Linked DNA regions of Hordeum vulgare: region 2 is linked to region 1. A link is a contact called in public Hi-C data. All regions are on one chromosome and are shown on one strand. Each heading gives the region's core, a stretch centred on a gene start, on an enhancer-like site or on the middle of the called end of the contact. The rest is flanking DNA. Distances are from core to core; before and after follow the strand shown. Region 1 holds the start of LOC123425943 (SH3 domain-containing protein 3). Region 2 holds the start of LOC123425944 (pre-mRNA-splicing factor ATP-dependent RNA helicase DEAH7).

Region 1 (2,911 bases), core at 165-2,664:
ACATGCCGGATGCCCTAGGATCCTTCCTAGTTTCATGAGTCCACGACTCAAGTTCAACACCAACCAATGCTGCAACCCGTTGTCGCCACCCATCAGACCTAACCTTCCCCGTAAGATCCCTGTCCTCGATCGGATGCCCGGTGATCATAGCAATATCCTCCAAAGTTATGGTCATCTCACCAAGAGGAAGGTGAAATGAGTGCGTCTCCTCCCTCCAACGGTCCGTCAGGGCGGTAAGGGCCGTGGCATTCAACCATGGTGGCGTGCCTTTAAAGTCGAGCACAAACTGAAGAAGACCCATTCTTCTAAAATAAGCCTCATACCAAGGGTCATACAAGAGAGATTCATTCGGGTTGTGCCCCCTCAACCGAAGTAGTGGAGGAACCTAAACAAACGAACACATAATTTGTTACTTCTCTCAACTTGTCACAATATGAAAATCAACCAATATAGAAAAATAATCATCAAGGCCATGATAATTACCTCTCCTCTTTCCACTAGCACCGCACGATGCTTCTGCTCGTAGAAATCATCAAGGCCCGGATATTTATTCGACTGAAACATGCTAAATAATATGAACAAATTCTTTTAGGACATGCATTCACCATCACACTTCAAAACCTAGGTTACACCTAGTGCCAAAACTACACCTAATGCAAAAAACCTAGGCATTCACCATCACAAATTTAGTTTTACTTGAAAACCTAGGCATTAATCATCACAAATTTGATTTTACTTCAAAACCTAGGTTACACCTAGTGCCAAAAAGCTCCATAAATACAAAGTTATTGCAAAAACTATTTGAAGGGATTGAAGAAGCTTACCGGCCTCTTTGATTTACCCCAAAAAACCGACAAAACGGTTGAGGGAGAAGGGAGATCGAAGGGGGGATAGGTTGGAGGAGAGAGGAGTTTTTCGCCTATGCTCGTTGTGAAGAGAGGAGGAAGAACGGGTGGTTGGTGGCGATGGGGCGGGCCGGGCAGATATCGCCCGTAGAAACGCCACCGCGCTTGGCGTTTTGGTCGTTGGGAGAAACGCCACATTACACTGGCGTTTCGGGCCTCGCAGGCAACGCCACACTAAAGTGGCGTCTCACGGTGTACCAGCAACGCCACGGATTACAACATTTTTAAAAAGAATTAGATCGTAAAATTATTTCATGGCGAGTTTATTTTATGTACATCTTTAATCAGAAGATCAGAACAGTAATTTTGTCGCGAGTACCCACGTGTGTGTTTGGGTGTGCGCATCTCAGCGAAACACACAGAGAAGAGGAGGAGCCGGAGCTGGAGGAGCAGTGGCGACACTGGGGTCTTCGTGAGAATTCTGTGGAATACCCAAGAATTTTGCGTCAATTTTTTTTACAATATACAGTATGATACATATACGGTAGAACTTGGAGGACAATACGCGCGTGAGCAGCTCCATTACTGCTCCGAGCCAGCCCGATCTCCTTTCCCCTAACCTACCTGCTAGCTCCCTCCTCCGATTCAGCCTCCCTCGCCCCATACTGCCCTCGCCTCGCCCGTCGGTCCGGCTCCGGCGGCCAGGCCGGCCCTCCCTCTCCTGCCTCCCTCGCCTCGCCCCTCAGCCCCCTCCCCTTCAGGCTTTTGCCAGGCGGGCGTCCTTCTCCCTCTCCTGCCTCCCTCGCCTCGCCCCTCCGGCCCTCTCATCCGGGCTCCGGCTTCTGCGGCGGCGCGGATCCGTCAGGCGCCAGTCCGCCGCCGGCCTCCACTGCTGCCCGGACCCCGGCCCAAGTAGCCGCTCGGCGTGGCAGCGCACCAGTGCCCTTCTCCTCACCTCCGCCCCCGGTCTACCAAGGTATTCTTTCCCTCTGTTTTCTAAACAAATCTGAAGATTTTTCAGTGATTGCTTGTAAACTGAAATTGAATTGCTTGTTTGTCGAATATTCATCCGTCCATGCCACATTGCCACTGATTTCTTAAATGATGAATTGTCAAGACTTCCATGGCAATTAAGCATGTACATTTCTCATGTGTGTATGGATAAAAGGTTTAGAAATTTGAAGAATCTATATGAGCTTTTAGTTTTGATGGCTGAGACAAAACGAATGAACAATATTATATTGTTTACAAACTTCTTAAGTTGATGCTCATTCTTTCGGTAGCCACTGCTAGCTTTGAGAGGGTATTTTCCTCGATGAAATACGTGAACAATTCGCTAAGAAACAAATTGTACATTTATTGTTCTATTATATTGAGTTGCCATTTTTTTTTAAAAGAATACCCAGGAGCAAATTCCGGGCGCCTCCACTGTGGAGGAGGAGGAGCCGGGGAGGAGGCGAGGAGAGCAGGGCACAGATGGAGGCGTTCAGGAAGCAGGCGAGCAAGTTCAAGGAGCAGGTCGCCAAGCAGCAGCAGGTGAGCACCATCCGAGATCTCATGATTTCTGCCTCGCGCGGCTTAGTCGTTGGCCGAGGGGCGAGATTTCGCCCTGACATGATTTGATGCATGGTGCGCGTGGAGGCCGCCAATGAATGAGCGAGATTGCCTGTGAACCCCGGATTTGCTATTGAAATTGCTACACTATTCCGAGGGTTTAATTCCCTAAGCTGCTATGACTGACTACATACTGTTCAACTGCCGCTGATTTAGACTACAGACTGTTTAATACGGAGTATTATGCTAAACTGCCGCCGATTCAGACTGCAGGCAGTTCACACCATAGGTTCTGTTTGGATTACCGTTTTGACACAAATACCTCTGTCGAAAAAATACAGACCTCTCCTCGTCGTTTTTTTTCCGGCTGGAAATCTGCTAGCAACCGGTAAGATACACCTGGAAAATTAATACGACTGTATTTGATTACACCGCTACCAAGCGCGGCCCTAGTGTGAAGCTACGCCGCTGGTCTGTTGTGCTGGGGGAGCTTGTTTATCTGCTTTTATTTA
Region 2 (2,911 bases), core at 201-2,700, 900 kb before region 1:
CTCCTGTCAGCTTGCATGTTAAGCCAGTCGAGAACCAAAACATGGCAAAGAATACTATACCAACAAAATACCAGGTGTTCTTGAGCTTCTCGAGCTATAATCATCCCGACTTCTTTTGTTTGTGTAGTCAATAGATGTAGATCTGCTCCGTTCATTACGCCTACTATTTGATTCCCTGTCATCACGGTATCCTCGCTTTCCACTGCTACTATAACCAATGGATGCAGATGTCTCCCGTTCACCATGTTTGTCACGGGATCCTCTGTCATCATTGGGTTCGTACCTAGAGGCGTGGGTCTGTAAGCAAGAAGCAAATAAATGTTGAATTGCTGACTATGTTAGTAAGGTGAATACAAAGTGATGAAAATTCTAGACAGAGTAAGTCCTAAACCAAGAGAGAATGTTGTTATTACTGACTTGTTGCCGATGGGATTCATCTCGATGTCTGGGTGTAAGACCCCTTTCATTCTCATCAGTGACTGTAGATTCTGAAACAGAGTATAAAGCTTTAGTTTGACTAAGACACGTCACTGAAAATGAATAGTCAGCATACAGCCATATAACACAGTAGGAGCATATACTAGTATCTTAGTAGATATTTTACACCAAAGCTGGAAATATGGTCAACGGATCAAGAGAAGAAGAGGCACCTTTCGACGATGTTTTCTCACTGGAATTGGTTCCTCGATAACGACGAGCCACGCTGCCACGGTCACCACCGGACAGGCTGCTTGCATCATTATCTGTAGATCCTGGCCTCTCATCTTCATCCATAGAAGAAGCAGCCGTCACTACCTTCTCAGGAGGCCGCTTAAATGAATTGGTACCATCCTTTTCTCTTTTCTTGTGTGCGAGCAGGTCCAAACCTGCAAGACAGACTAGTGATTAGCTCACTTTAAATCTCTAAACTCCTGGCATGGCTACAAGTGCTAAATACGAAGTGGGATCAGCTCAGTAAGTCTACAAATCGCAAGTAGCGCCGAGTTAAACTACTACTCGAATTTAACGGTTAGAAGATATACGGCCCAAGTATATCATACCTAGTGCAGATTTCCCCGGTGGAGGCCGATACATGACCTTATCCTTGATGGGCAGTATCAGACCCTGCGCCGTGTCATCTTCCGGCCCGAGGGTGCTTGTGGTCGCGTCGAGGTCAAGCCTCCCGTCGGAACTCATCGTGGGGAGGCGTCGTTGGAGCCGGAGAGGGAGGTGGCCGGGGTGAGGACTGAGCACGTTGGCTCAATAGCGAGGTAGCGCCAGTAGACGCGTCGGGAGGGCGGCAGTGTCTCGCTCGCCGGAGTTGGGGGCGGCTGTCCGGTGGAGGAGCTGCGGCGGCGGGATAGAGAGGAGGAGGCGCCGGCTTGGGGAATCAGAGTTATGAAGAGCCAAAGAAGGCGTACGGGACGGGTTGGGTCGGTTCGGGGCACTCAAGTCTCGAGGCGGTATGGGTCGAGCAGGTGGACTTCGTGCTCGGCTCGGGCACGGAGTGGCATATTGACCGCGAGTTCCGGAGAAAGGGGATCTCCAATCTCTACTACCTAATCTTTCACTCTCGTAGGAGCATAGTTAATACGTACTGTATGATATTATCACGTCATGTATAGTCATCATTTATAATCATTTACTCCCTCCATAAACTAATATAAGAGCATTTAGAATATTACTTTAGTAATCTAAATACTCTAATATTAGTTTAGAGAGGGAGTACATAATAACCTTAGCTATAAGGTTGGTTATGAGAGTATTATTTTTTTAATTTTTTTCTGTCTCTTTCTTCATATTTAATGCATTTGCCAGAAGTAACCATATAGCTAGGCTCTTGTATAAGAGCTCACTCCTATCATTTTTTAGTCTCTCTTCTTCGCATAGACAAAAGTGCATGGTCATGGTGGTGAAATGGACTGATTCTTTTCATCAATCCCGCAGAGCCTCTTCCTCCCTTCCTCGTGTTCCCTTTGCGCTCCCCGCTGGCGGCCACTCCGGCCCCGACGGTCACCCCTCCCGCGCATGTGACCACTCGGTCCCGGCGCCCACGCTCTCATCGTCGCTACCATGGTATCTGGTTCGGCTAGCCCGAAGTCGGTCTCCTCACGACAGCAGCCGGTGGTCTCGGGGCTAGGCCTCTCTAGCTCTGATGGATCTGCGAGCTCCTCGTCTAGGGCCGCTGGAGGTGGCGAGGTGGTGTTAGAGCATATATCTCCATATGTGGTTTTGGTAATTGATGACAATTCCTATGGACTAATGGTTGCCTTAAGTTATATTTATAGGATTTGTCCATAGGCACTTCTTGAGGTTCATCTGTTGGGTTTAAGGAGTTTATATGATGACCAAGATGGTATTCAAGGTATTATCCAAAGAATGGTCATAGAGACACTAGGTAGATCAAGATCTCAGACAAAGAGTAAATCAAGATGATCAACACACAAAGCGTATAAGATGTACCGAGAGGGATCAAGTGATCCCATGGTATGGTAAGCATTGTCCATTACATGTTTGTGTACTAACCCATGGTCTTTGTGAGAGTCCTATGTGAGGATTAGGTGTGCTTCCATGGGCTTGCGTCAAAAGGAAGATCTCACACAACCCATGAAGGATGACGTCAAGTGGTGATCGTCATCAAGATTGTGGTGTGCAAGTTCAAGTGGATCAGCACGAATATATCATTGAAACTATTGTTAATGATCATGTGTTGATAAGGACAAGCTCATGTGCTAACAATGACAAGATCAAGAATCAAGCATGCTGTCATTGAAACTATTGTTAATGATCATGTGTTGATAAGGACAAGCTCATGTGCTAACAAGGTCAAGATCAAGATAAGCATTCCTGAGCACTACGTGCTTGATTCTTGTGGATGTTCACATGGTGGACAAATGAAGATGAATACATAAGCTAGGCTTTCCACATTGTG

What was found. Hi-C and Micro-C count contacts between places; a contact is called where the count stands out from the background.
Region 2: a contact with region 1 is called in a Hi-C map of leaf, with 5 times the contacts expected there. The contact joins the promoter of LOC123425944 here to the promoter of LOC123425943 in region 1. A contact is called at or near these places in 3 of 6 Hi-C or Micro-C datasets (leaf and seedling) and 1 of 1 datasets of contacts at active chromatin or transcription factors (embryo).

The regions. Positions count from the first base shown.
Region 1 is chr2H:226,639,728-226,642,638 of MorexV3_pseudomolecules_assembly, reverse strand. It overlaps LOC123425943 (SH3 domain-containing protein 3), which reads left to right and starts at 1,414. Exons shown (of 11, transcript XM_045109709.1): 1 at 1,414-1,821; 2 at 2,243-2,381. The coding sequence starts at 2,322.
Region 2 is chr2H:227,541,397-227,544,307 of MorexV3_pseudomolecules_assembly, reverse strand. LOC123425944 (pre-mRNA-splicing factor ATP-dependent RNA helicase DEAH7) reads right to left here and starts at 1,450. Exons shown (of 15, transcript XM_045109710.1): 1 at 1,041-1,450; 2 at 651-866; 3 at 418-488; 4 at 72-297. The coding sequence starts at 1,176.